Regions from separate parts of the Rattus norvegicus genome. Here all the other regions are linked to region 2. A link is a contact called in public Hi-C and HiChIP or PLAC-seq data. All regions are on one chromosome and are shown on one strand. Each heading gives the region's core, a stretch centred on a gene start, on an enhancer-like site or on the middle of the called end of the contact. The rest is flanking DNA. Distances are from core to core; before and after follow the strand shown.

The links. Hi-C and Micro-C count contacts between places; a contact is called where the count stands out from the background. HiChIP or PLAC-seq counts read pairs in DNA pulled down with a chosen protein or histone mark.
Region 1: a contact with region 2 is called in an H3K27ac HiChIP or PLAC-seq map of oligodendrocytes, with 9 times the contacts expected there. The contact joins the promoter of Gstm4 here to the promoter of Ahcyl1 in region 2. A contact is called at or near these places in 7 of 12 Hi-C or Micro-C datasets (the A7r5 cell line, Schwann cells, frontal cortex and 4 more) and 1 of 1 datasets of contacts at active chromatin or transcription factors (oligodendrocytes).
Region 3: a Hi-C map of liver shows a contact between it and region 2, with 3 times the contacts expected there. The contact joins the promoter of Gpr61 here to the promoter of Ahcyl1 in region 2. A contact is called at or near these places in 10 of 12 Hi-C or Micro-C datasets (the A7r5 cell line, the Rat2 cell line, Schwann cells and 5 more) and 1 of 1 datasets of contacts at active chromatin or transcription factors (oligodendrocytes).
Region 4: an H3K27ac HiChIP or PLAC-seq map of oligodendrocytes shows a contact between it and region 2, with 8 times the contacts expected there. The contact joins the promoter of Ampd2 here to the promoter of Ahcyl1 in region 2. A contact is called at or near these places in 2 of 12 Hi-C or Micro-C datasets (liver and psoas muscle) and 1 of 1 datasets of contacts at active chromatin or transcription factors (oligodendrocytes).

Annotation. Positions count from the first base shown.
Region 1 is chr2:198,371,794-198,374,684 of GRCr8, reverse strand. Gstm4 (glutathione S-transferase mu 4) reads left to right here and starts at 1,302. Exons shown (of 8, transcript NM_001024304.1): 1 at 1,302-1,427; 2 at 1,629-1,704; 3 at 2,149-2,213; 4 at 2,513-2,594; 5 at 2,682-2,782. The coding sequence starts at 1,392.
Region 2 is chr2:198,014,796-198,017,547 of GRCr8, reverse strand. It overlaps Ahcyl1 (adenosylhomocysteinase-like 1), which reads left to right and starts at 1,437. Exons shown (of 16, transcript NM_001108561.1): 1 at 1,437-1,550. It overlaps LOC120100914 (a long non-coding RNA gene), which reads right to left and starts at 752. Exons shown (of 3, transcript XR_005501202.2): 1 at 617-752.
Region 3 is chr2:198,476,287-198,479,173 of GRCr8, reverse strand. It overlaps Gpr61 (G protein-coupled receptor 61), which reads left to right and starts at 1,413. Exons shown (of 2, transcript NM_001107715.2): 1 at 1,413-1,475.
Region 4 is chr2:198,405,905-198,409,025 of GRCr8, reverse strand. It overlaps Ampd2 (adenosine monophosphate deaminase 2), which reads left to right and starts at 1,859. Exons shown (of 18, transcript NM_001101681.2): 1 at 1,859-1,994. The coding sequence starts at 1,907.

The DNA of each region.
Region 1 (2,891 bases), core at 53-2,552, 360 kb before region 2:
ATAGAATCCAGAAGGGGCGTAGGTCAGGAAGTAGTGAACTACCTGATCTCGGTGATGAAAACAAAAACCACGATTACAGCTCTGTGTTAGCTTAGGTCATAGACGTTTATTACATGGGAAATCCAAGACAAGTAAATTTGTTCTTACACCATTCTCTTAAAGGCAGGTTAAACAAACAGAGTACACAGTAGGATAGCAGGCTTAAGTGACTTCAAGGTGTATTATTAACTCTTGTTGTGAGGTCCAGCAAAAGTCCCAGTCTCTTAGAACGTAAGAGATATTTTTGTCATAATGTGTTGTCACAGTCCATTCTTAACATTAATAAGAATTTTAAGTATAGTCACCTGCCACTTTAGGACATTTTAATTAATGGACCCTGTAGACTCAGGAAGAATGATAAATGGAGCTTAAAATCCTTATCATTTGATAATCTTGTAGGAGTCTTAAAGTAATAACAAAATGCAGTGGATGTGTGATGTCTGTTGTACAAAATGAGGGCTCACTTCCCTAACCGCCCTACTCCCGCAGACTACAGTCTTTGAATACATACAACAATCAATGTTATGTGAAACACTGTGCCCTTCGGTGAACAGCAGCCATAGACAACTCAGACGTCTCTTTCTTGATTGCATTTGCTATAAGCTAATCCTGAGTTGTCACATACTGGCCCTGTGTGCCCTCGGACATTTCAGATGAAGTCTTAGGTCTGTGTAAGTACACCAGGACGGTCACACAATAGAGAAAGCTACCTCTGTTAAGAGACATGTATTTGTTTTAGTCCTTGGATAATACAGACATCCTGACCATGTATGAACATTCAAATTTTCCATTTTCCCACTTTTTTTTTTTTTTTGAGTCAGGTTTATCTGTGATAGAAATAATCTCTTTAAATTCAGATGAGGAACCTCTGAACAGAGACTGCTTTCTGCCAGGTGGAAAAACATCACCTGGGGACCACTGTCATCAGCAGAGCCCTGCGGAAGTCTGTCTTGTTTGACAGCAGGGATGAAGTACTTAATCAACACTCCTGGTTGGGGACTCCTCTTGTGGCCTGACTGAATTTCCGAGAGCAAACCGGGCAAGAGGGCAGAGCAGCCTAGCACAGACAAGGAGTCAGCTAGAGCTCTGCATCTGCGCACTCAGCAGGAAGAGTGGGCGGAACGGTAAGCGGAATCGCATATTACGTTTGTCCGGTCTGTTGGGGGCGGAGCTCAGTAATTTGACGTCTGTCACGGGAAAAGCTGTAGGGCGTGGTGTGTGTTGCGGGGCAGAGTCTGGAGGGGCAGGATCACGCCCGGGCACCAGCCCCGCCCAGCTACCCGAGGGCTCTAGGATAAAGTCAAAGCTACTCACACCGGAGGCTAGTGGACTCAGTCTCAGGCACCAGCATCATGCCTATGACACTGGGTTACTGGGACATCCGTGGGGTAAGCGACCACCTGATGAGTGGGAAGGATTGCAGGGCGAAGATAAGGCGAGGGGGGTAGGGGTGGGGCGCTAGAGGAATCCCTTGCTTGTCTAGCTGAGGATCTTGCACACATTTCCTTCAGTGCACCCGTGTGTACGCCCTTGGAGGAAGTGACGTCACATAGAAATCCCCCGGCCCCATTCCTGATTTATCCCTGCAGCTGGCTCATGCTATTCGATTACTCCTGGAATACACAGACTCAAGCTATGAGGAGAAGAGATACACCATGGGCGACGGTAATGCCATTCGTCGACTTCTCCTGTTCATTGGTGCTAAGCAATTGGTGCCTTCATTACATTACACGCCCACCCTCCCCAACACACACACACACACACACACACACACACACACACACACACACACACACTACAGAGCTCCCCCCGGGTGGACTTAGAATCTGCCTTTCTGTAAGCCCCTGAGCGTTGGGCTTGACCTTTGAATATAGAACTCTGGAAGTGGAGGGCTGGGTCCCCTTCCTGTTGAAATTAGGTCACATTCCCCATGAAGACTTGCCTCAACCTTTTCTAAGGTTAAGAGCTGTAGGGCTCTCAGTCCTAAGCACTCTTTATCCCTGAAGGGTCACTGTTCGAAGTTGCAGACACCTGCTTAGAGGGTTGGGTCCCTGGAATTGGTGTGTTAGACACTGGGCTGATTTCTTTATGTAATCTTACCAATCACAGCTCCTGACTATGACAGAAGCCAGTGGCTGAGTGAGAAGTTCAAACTGGGCCTGGACTTCCCCAATGTAGGTGCGGGGAAGGGGAGGTTTGGGGAAGGTCTGGTGCTCTTCCATGGCTGAGGGGGCTTGGAATCAACACTTCCTTCTGTTCACCTGCTCTCATTCCTGGTGGCTGCTGGTGTTTCTTAGATGGGAAAGGCTGTGTCCCAGCTTTTCCATTCAGTGTGCAGTGTGTTCATGAAGGCCTTCACATGCTAGCCATGATGACATGCTAGCCACGATGAATGCCAGGATACAAGTCTGTCCTAATCCAGAGATGGTTGGGACCTACTATCCCATCTGGCCATCCTTTCTTGTCCAAACAGCTGCCCTACTTAATCGATGGGTCACACAAGATCACCCAGAGCAATGCCATCCTGCGCTATATTGCCCGAAAGCACAACCTGTGTGAGTGGGGCTGGCTGCAGGGTGGTGCACGGGGGACAGCCTCCTTGGCTCAGCTGGTATGACGTGTCTGTGCTGTGTGTCCTTCAGGTGGGGAGACAGAAGAAGAGAAGATTCGTGTGGACATTTTGGAGAACCAGGCTATGGATGTCTCCAATCAGCTGGCTAGAGTCTGTTACAGCCCAGACTTTGTGAGTCTCGTCCATCTCCCACCCTATGCTGGACCAGGTAGTGTTTGGATCAGGAGTCAGCTCTCTCAGATTCCCAATCTGCACAGATCTTATATACCTTATGAATTTC
Region 2 (2,752 bases), core at 188-2,687:
ACTTGCACACTCACTGCAAGTGGAGCTGGCAGGGAAAGACTACTGCCTAGAGAGTGCGTGGAGCAAGAGAACAGATTTGGCTGTGGCTTTTTCTCAATCTGCCCTGTTCTCTGCCCTCTGATCCACCCATCAACCTTATCTTAATGACCTCTTCACATCAGCACTGCAGCCCTTAGAAGGTCTTGTAAACAGACAAGGCCCAGGAGGAGATGGTGATGGAGGTCATAAAGGGTTGTGTAGAAACCAGACTACTCTCAGCTTGTTCTGCCCCCTGTGAAGTCAAAAAGCAAACACTGTCCCCTGGAAATAGGCTTCTGGTCCAAAGGGCCCAGGGTGTGTGTGGGCCGCCAGTGAGTAGTGAGTAGGTCTCCAACACTGAATTTTCCCATGGAGGGCCGGAAAATGCGTCCGATAGAATTCTGGCTTATGCTCCCAAGTATTGCTTTTGATATGCCATCTTCCCGATTCCCGACGCCCTTTCACCTCCGCATTCCGAGGTCTCCTGGGGAATTGGCAGTCCCAAGACCCTCAGTCTTGTGGCATCTTTATAGGAACCACACAGGGCTCAACAGGGCTGATGGCACCACCTGGCGGCAGACAAGGTACAACTACTCACCCTTGGAAGCTAATCATCCCGGAGCAGGAAAGGAGGGGCGGTTCCTGCGGCCCGGTCTAGCGTGATGACGTCACTAGAGCGCGCCATTTCTCCCCGCCTCTTTCCCCACCCTCCTTGGTGCTGCCAGTACTTGACGTGGCGTCTCCGCCCTCTACCCTTACTTTGCGTGCGTGCTTGCGTGTGGCGGAGGTGGCTGCGCGGGCAGGTCGGAGCTGCGTGCTGTTGCTTCTGGTTCTTCTGTGGCCGCCGTCGCTGTCCGGCAGGCTTGGGTTGAGAAGCCGACAAGGCGCGCGGGTCACAGCCCTTCGGAAGCCCAAGGAGCTCGGCGCGGGGCCTGGCGGGAAGGCGGGCGAGCGCGTGGCCCAGGGCGCCGCGCGGACGGGCGGGCGCCCGTGAGGGGAAGAGGCGGGGGCGGCGGGTTAGCCGCGGGCCGGGCCGGCCGGGGGATGTCGATGCCTGACGCGATGCCGCTGCCCGGTGTCGGGGAGGAGCTGAAACAGGCCAAGGAGATCGAGGACGCCGAGAAGTACTCCTTCATGGCCACGGTCACCAAGGCTCCCAAGAAGGTGCGGGGGCTCTGGGTGGCGGCGAGGGCCCTCGCGGAAGGGGCGCGAGCAAGCCCCGGGCCCGGACTCGGGTAGTTCGGGACTTCGGGCTAAGGTTTGGGGTGCTCAGGACCATTGACACGATAAAGGGGGTGGCCGGTGAGCGGCGATGGGCCTATCTAGAGCCAAAGAGGCCGCTCTGACCTCGCTTTTCTTTGTCCCTCGGCCGGAGTCCTCCTGGATCTTTCTGAAGCCCGACAGGGCCAGGCCTTAAATTCGCGACAGACTTTTCCTGGATGGAGGAGGGCCTTGAAGACGAGATTGGGAGGGGGTGAACGACTCATCTGACCTGTCCAGGGGATGAGGGTGTGCAGGAAATTTCCCCTCAGGTGAGTGGGGGAAATCAGGCAGCGCTTTTTCAAGGCATCTCTTGGGGAAGAATTGGCTGTTTCACCAACAACTGCGTGATAGCTTAGAGGCAAGAGGAAAGAACTATATGAACTGGTTTGTGCAGCTGAAGGTTCTAAAAGCAACAAGAGATTGAAGGGCAAAATGATACTCTCCTTTCAGTCTTCCACTTGTTAGGAAGTATGAGAGAAAGGAAAATTTAGAGGTTGGTGACAGTAGACACTGACATGGATGCGGGCTGATCCCAGTCATGTGAATAGATCACTTAGACATCCCTCCAGAAAGAAGCTTGGGTGGGTTGGAGAGGTGGGTGGTAAGAAATGATTGCTCATTCTTTACTGCACTTACTGAAGCAGAACAAGTTCAGCCTATTGTGCTGAGGGTTGAGCTCAAAGGACATCCTTGTACTGCTCTTGGAAAAGGTGATCCAAGGAGGACTGAGTCTAACCAGCTCTCTCAGTGGTGGGATTGGGATCCCCAGTGCTTTCTGTCAAACATTCTCTGACCTTCCTCTAGCCTGGTACCCAATTAGCAGTCTACCAACAGCAAGAGGTGACCTTTCTGAAATATTTCCCTCTTGTTTAAAGTCATTTCAAAGCTCATCCTACCTATGGTATTTGTGGGGTTCAGGGATGATATAAATTCAGCAGAGCAAGGTTTGCAGAGATAGTTAATCCCCAAGGTTCCTGCACCTGAACTAGTTAGGCTGCTCTCAGTGCCTGAGAGAACTTTATTTTCCTCCAGGAAACTAATTGGTCTCAGAAAAAGAAGTCATCACTGTGTTTTAGCTCTGCTTTCTCACACAATTGAGATTGTTACCAAGAACACCTTTAAAGGGTTTATAGAAGATCCCTTGATCCTAAGGGATCCAGTTGACCTCATTTTTAGTGCTCTCATTCTCCTGACTGCTTTGTTGGAGAAGTGACCTTTTGCAGTCTGCACTATTTGAATACAAAGTTAGAGTTCTTACAAGCAAAATACTTTCGTGCAGTACCTTGGATGACTTAAGGGAAAGAATTGGAAACCCTGATAGCTGAATCCCCCTGACTCTTATTTATCTCTTACCATAAGCCCACCTTTTGTCTAACTACTCCAGAGAGTATTGGTCATTTTTATTGTTCCTTTTTTTCTTTCAGTGTAACTATATTCTTGCAAGTCAATATTGATAAGCCAAAATCTGTAT
Region 3 (2,887 bases), core at 164-2,663, 460 kb before region 2:
GCGCTTGAGAGAGAGGCAGGTAGATCTCTGTAAGTTCAAGGCTGGCCTAGTCTACAAAATGAGTGTTAGGATAGCCATGGTTACGCAGAGAAAACATGTCTCGAAACACCTAAATGAAGAAAGAAAAAGGAAGAAAGAGAAAGAAAGAAAGGAAGGAAGGAAAGAAGGGAGGAAGGAAGGAAGGAAGGAAGGAAGGAAGGAAGGAAGGAAGGGAGAAAATGGATACCTTGGAGCTGAAGAGTTGGCTCAGCATTTGTATCTCTTGCAGAGGACCCAGGTTTGGTTCCCAGCACCACATGGTTGCTCACTTCCATGCATAACTCCAGTTTCAGGGGACCCAACAGCCTCTTCTGACGTCCACGGTCAGCTCACAGGCAGTGTGCATACATATATACTCAGGCGGAACACCCATACACAGGACAAACTTAAAGGAGAAAAATCTGAGTCCATCCATGCTCTGTGGAAATTTTAGGCTGCTGCCTTAGGAACCTATCCTTGAAATCAGCCACTGACAATGTTCTTCATAGCTAGCAGGAGGCCAGACTCCTTCGCTCCCTTCTAAAGGTTTGTCACATGACGGTGACACTCCCAGCTCTGTCCAGCCCTACAAATGCAGACCAACCTGAGCCTTCCGGAGAATCTGGCTTCTACTCTGCCTTCAGGGAGCAGAGGTATGGCTGTTTGGAAGGTCATTCAGGAGATATTAGATTCCCCTGTCTCCGTAAGCCCCCAGAGCTTCGTTCCAAATAAACATACAGTACATAAAATAATAGTGATGTGTTTTGGGCAGTGACAACTGCCGGGTTGAGATAGGGCCTTTGACTCTTCAAATCCCACTGCTGCCCATTAAGTCCTCGGCTATACAAATGTGTTGCTTTCTTAAGGGGGTCAAATCGTGGACCAGCTTCTGGGACTTGAGCTTTGCCCAGGACTAATCTTGACGTTCTGGTTGTGCACTGACCTGTCTACTCCAGAAGCACCTTGGTTCTGGTATTGTACAGAACCAGGCAATAAACAAAAAAGCTGTTGGAAACTTGGGGATCTCCTACCCCCTAATCCTCTTGAACATGTAAGAAACAACGGCCAAGTGGAAATGACTTGCCCAAGGTAACTCAGCTACTAAGTGCCCAGGGCTTTTTCTTTAACCAGGCTCATTGGGAGGGTTTCCCTTGCCTGCTTGCCATCAGCCGGCTCCTGGAAGCATTAGGATGCAGTCCAGGATCCTGAGAGAAGTATGAGGACCTGGGCTTTCTGAATGCACTGCCTGGGAACCCTGAGACCCAGCTGTCTGCTCCAGAAGTGACTCTGAGGGGCTGGTGGATAGCAGGAGGCCACTAGGACCCAGAAGCTCTCTGAGCATCCTGCTCTGCTGGCTGCCTCTCTCCGCTCACTGCAGTGGTTCAGGCTTCAGCAGCCTTGGAGAGGCATCAGCTGAGAAGAGCTATCACAGAGGAGCTGGGAGCTGCTCAGCAAAGGTAGGAGTTGCCGACTAGGCCAGGGATGTGGGGCAGACCCAGGGCCTGGTGGTGAGTGCTGTCTCAGCTTACAGAAGGGTGGCATTCCAAGGGGCAGCCCACCCTGTCCTATGGTGGGCAGTTCTGTCACAGGATGGGCTCTCGGGTGTCCCAAAGGTAGTATTGGCATGTGGGCATCTTTAAACCTAAGAAATGTGAGGTTGATCATCTTCTGCTGGCCAGAGAAACTACACCCTGCAATGGACAGCATTCTCTGTCTTCCTCGCCCAGTGTCATAGAGATAGGTCCCCACATCTCTGGAACAGGCCCTTCGGCATTCCAGGGTGATGGGCATCTAAGTCCAGGGCGTGGGCAGCTCTGCTAGGAAGAGGTGGTGAAGGTCCCTGCCAATCTCCCCTGGTCTAAGGGGCCCATGCTCCTGCCCGAAGGCAGGCCAGGCTCTGATCCTTGGCATAGAAGCTCTGGATGTGAGAAACAGGTACACGAGAATCCCAACAACACCTATGTGGCCTTGGGCTAGGCACGTGTGCACATTCTACATCCTGAAGGAAGGAGACCTCTCCCTTGACCACGGCCCTGCCAGAGGCCAGACCTCATACCCTGTAGTGGCAAAGCCTTCCAGGTGCTTGAAGGTCTCGAAGATGAGGAGGTGATATTGAAGGAAGCAGTGGGAGGGTGCGAGCGTCTATTGAGGCATGATGACATGAGCTGGGAGTGGAGTCAGACTCCTTGGGTTTCCCCTATGAAGCCATTACACCACAGCCCTCCCCTCCATAGCCTCCATCAATGAGAGAGTACTAAGTAGCCAACTACATTGGTGTATCTGTCACGAGGTAATTCAAACCTGGAATTTGAAGTCACTGTAGAATTTCTGACAAGACTGGAGGGTGGGGGCTGGGGAGGGAACTATAAGAAAGAAAAATACCTAGTGCCTGCCTGCCCAAGGCCCCATCATGGCTGCATAGCACCTCTCTGTGTCCATGTGTCCACAGGAAAACCATGTCTGCTTTTCTCAGTCAGGATTGTAGCTACGTATTGCTGGATTGGACTCCTGCTATCCATTTACACACAGTGGATTCTTCCTTCTTTGGGTACCACATCTTTTAGGCCCCACTCCCAGGTAGAGTAGATGCAGGGAGTAAAGGGTAAAGATGCATCCTCTAGGATTTCTTTTAGACATTTTATTTTCCCTGGTAGACTGTCTTATGAGAATCTGACATCTCCGTGGAGAGAGAGGCAAGTCTCTAGGCAGTTGTCCAAAGTTAGGGAAGCCGCAAATCCAGGAGCTTGGGCTATCCTCCTCAGAAGAGAATCCCCTGGCTGGCACACCAATGACTGACTGAATATTTCAGGAGTTTGTACTCTAGGGCCAGGATTCAATTAGTCAATTTGAGTCTGATTCAACTCACAAG
Region 4 (3,121 bases), core at 610-3,109, 390 kb before region 2:
CTTAATTACGGGACAGACACAATTCTAGGCACTTATAATTATCTCATTTATCTTCATCAGAGCAGGTGTAGGAGTCAAAGTTAACCTGTAAAACCCAGAGAGAGGTTTACCATCAGTCAGGAAGTAGGTGGAGATGTCTGAATTTGAACTTAGGCATTCTGGCTAGTCTAACCTCAACATAGAAATTAATGTGGGATGGTGAACCAGCTTTGAAGGGCACACCCTGCCTGTCAATGTCTGATAGAAGGAAACAAACTTCAGGTGGGAAGGTGGAGAATTCAGGGGCAGGGCTTCTGCTTAAAACGGATTCTGGGACCCTAATAATAGCTACCTGACTTTGTGCCAGGCATTGTGCAAAGGATATTTACATTCAGTCCTCAGTAACTTCTTTGGATGAGGTGTTGTCATTACCTCATCCTATTTTACTGATGAGGAAGCTGACACACAGAAATCACCCAAGACCAAAGGGCCAAGGCAAGGCCAACCCTGGCTGGGAGGCTGCCCACGTGGCGAAAGGGAACAGGGAACACGGTGGGGGCGTGGCCAGGAGGCCGGAGGCGTGGCCGAACGGGGCGTGGCCGCGGACTTGGCGGGGCCTGGGGTAGGCGAGATTGGCGCGCAGCCCGGAAGATTACGGCGGGGGGTCGCACCTGTTGCGTGACTCCCCGGTAGCCCGGCCACGGGAGTCGGATCCCTAATTGATACCCAGAAAGTGGTGAAAAAGCCCTGGGCGAATTCCGGGTCCGGTTTTCTGGGGAGCACGTGGTCTGTTTCCTCTTGAGTGCGGGCTTGGGGTCGCGACTCCGGGGTCTCCTGAGGTCATTCTGGCCGCTGAAATCGGTGGGAGCCCGCCCCCGACCAGCTGGCCATTTTGAAAACCTGCCTTCCTTCCAGCTTCTCAGTGCGGGTGCAGGGGCCAGTGTGCGACTTCGCCCCGGTGGGGGCCCTCTCCCCTCCTCAGCCGGGCTTCCTCGCTGTGCAGACTCTCGTAGGCAGCCTTCGTGGTGCCCCTCGGGACTCGGGCAGTATGGCCTCTGGTAAGTGTGTGGCGCGTGTGTTGGTGATAAAGGGTCTCCAGGACAGAGGTGCCTTGGTCGGGTGGTAAGTGGGTGGTCTTGACAATGCCTGTAAAACCTAGGGGATATGAAGAGCCTCTAGAAGGATCCAGGGAAGTAGACCTTGAGTGTGCAGGCAGAGGGACAAGTCTGAGTAGGCTGGGGTCTTTCCCACCGACCTCAGACAAGACCCTGCCTCCTACTCTTCCTATCTTCCTAGGAGGCAGCTTCTGCCGGTCAGTGGAATTTTCCCAAGACAGGCCCCTCCCTCCTGGGCTCGAATTCTCAGTTTTGCCTCCTCCCGGAGCTGGGCTGTCCCTAGAGCAGGGGTCAGATGGAGAAGAAAAGAGGGGGGCTCTGGGTTTTCATGAGTACGCTTGCTCCGTCCCTGGAGGAAATGGATTTTGAGCTTGGAGAAGCTCAGGCGGTATTCTTGCCTATTATTTTTCTCGCTGGCTGCCTGGACCAGCCCCGCCTGGACTTTGGCTTCTTTGCCTTGAAGCTTTGGCAAAGTATGAGGGTTCCAGAGGTGGGGTGAGGGTGGTAAAGAGCTGAGAACTGGCGCTGCTGCATCTCTTTTTCTCTGCACCCCCACCCCAGTCCTAGCCACCATCAGACACGGCACTCCAGAGACTGGAGTGGGAAGGGAGGGATAAGGGGCAGGATGGAGGCCCCACTCCCCGAGGTTGCCTAGACAACATCAGAAATCGTGGCCAGGGCCTCTTCCGCCTGCGGGGCGCTGCTTCCTGCATCAGTCACTCCCGCTGGGGGCGGGGCGGAGGAAGGGGTTGGATGTGGGAGAGCTTGGCCCCAGCTGGTGAGGTTCCTCCGCTGTCGCCTTGGCCCCAGCCATGGCATCCTATCCTGGCCCAGGCAAGTCCAAGGCCAAATATCCCTTTAAGAAGCGGGCCAGCCTGCAAGCTTCCGCTGCCGCTCCAGGTGAGAGTTCTTGGCTTCAGGCATGGGCTCCCCCTCCTCTTGTCCAGGCCATTGAATGCCTCTGAGAAGGCCCCCCTTCTGCAGCACCCTCTCTGCAATGATGCCTCTCGACCTCGGTTCCAGGGCTGACTGGCTGGCTTGGTGGCGCAGGGAGGGAAATGGGAGGGGGTGCCTAGGTTTCCATGTCAGGGATGCTGCCCTCCCGTAACAAGGAGTAGGTGTGAATGTGGGTGCAGAAGCGGTGTATATGCACACGTGTCCGCTTGTGCAGATGCTGCGTGTGAAGTGTATGTGAATGGAGTGTGTGTGGGGGTGTGGGACTGACTGCGGACTGGCTACTCTGATTGGTGCCTGTGCCTATACCAGGCAGGCTCGGACTCTACTTGCCTTTCCTTATTCTTTCCCAGACCCTAGATCTAGCACTCCCTCACTGGTGAGTGGGGGTGGCGGGGGTCTGACATATGGGGTCGTGTATTGCTAGCACATACACCAGAGCTGGGGCTCCATTGCCAGTATCTGTGCTGTTTGCTTGTTCCTGGTCTGTGTTGTGAGTCTCTTCAGGGGTGTGGGGAGTCCTTGGGATGGCTGGCGGGCTGTGCACGCTGCACCCTTCCCTTTGGTTTACTAATGGGGCTAGGTGGACATCTCTGCACCATTTACAGCTGGTCGTGTAGTCCATCCAGCTGAGGACTTAGCTACTAGAGATCGTGCTTCCAGGGGTGTGTGACTGTCAGCAGTTCTCAAGTGTAATGGCTAAAGAAAGACCTTTTGGTGATTGATTGGATATTATTAACCCCTTATAGCTGCCCGTATTTACACCCTGACTGGCCTCTAGCTATTCTTACACTGCGGAATATACCTGTCTAGGCTTTGTACGGTACTGAGATATGTTCTCTGTGCTTGGATCTGTTTTCTAGGTGAATGCCCTGGGGCTAGCTCTGTGCTGGTTACTCTGTTGCTGAACCAGAGACCCTTAGGTGCTTAGACCATGAGAGCATATTGTCCTTGGGGTCAAAGCCTAGGGAAGCAGCCTTGATAATGAATGAGGAGGCCTGGAGTCAAGGTGATGGACTAAGCACCAGAATCCTGGAGCTGACGGAGTGGCCCCCTTTGGCTTTCGCCTGTAT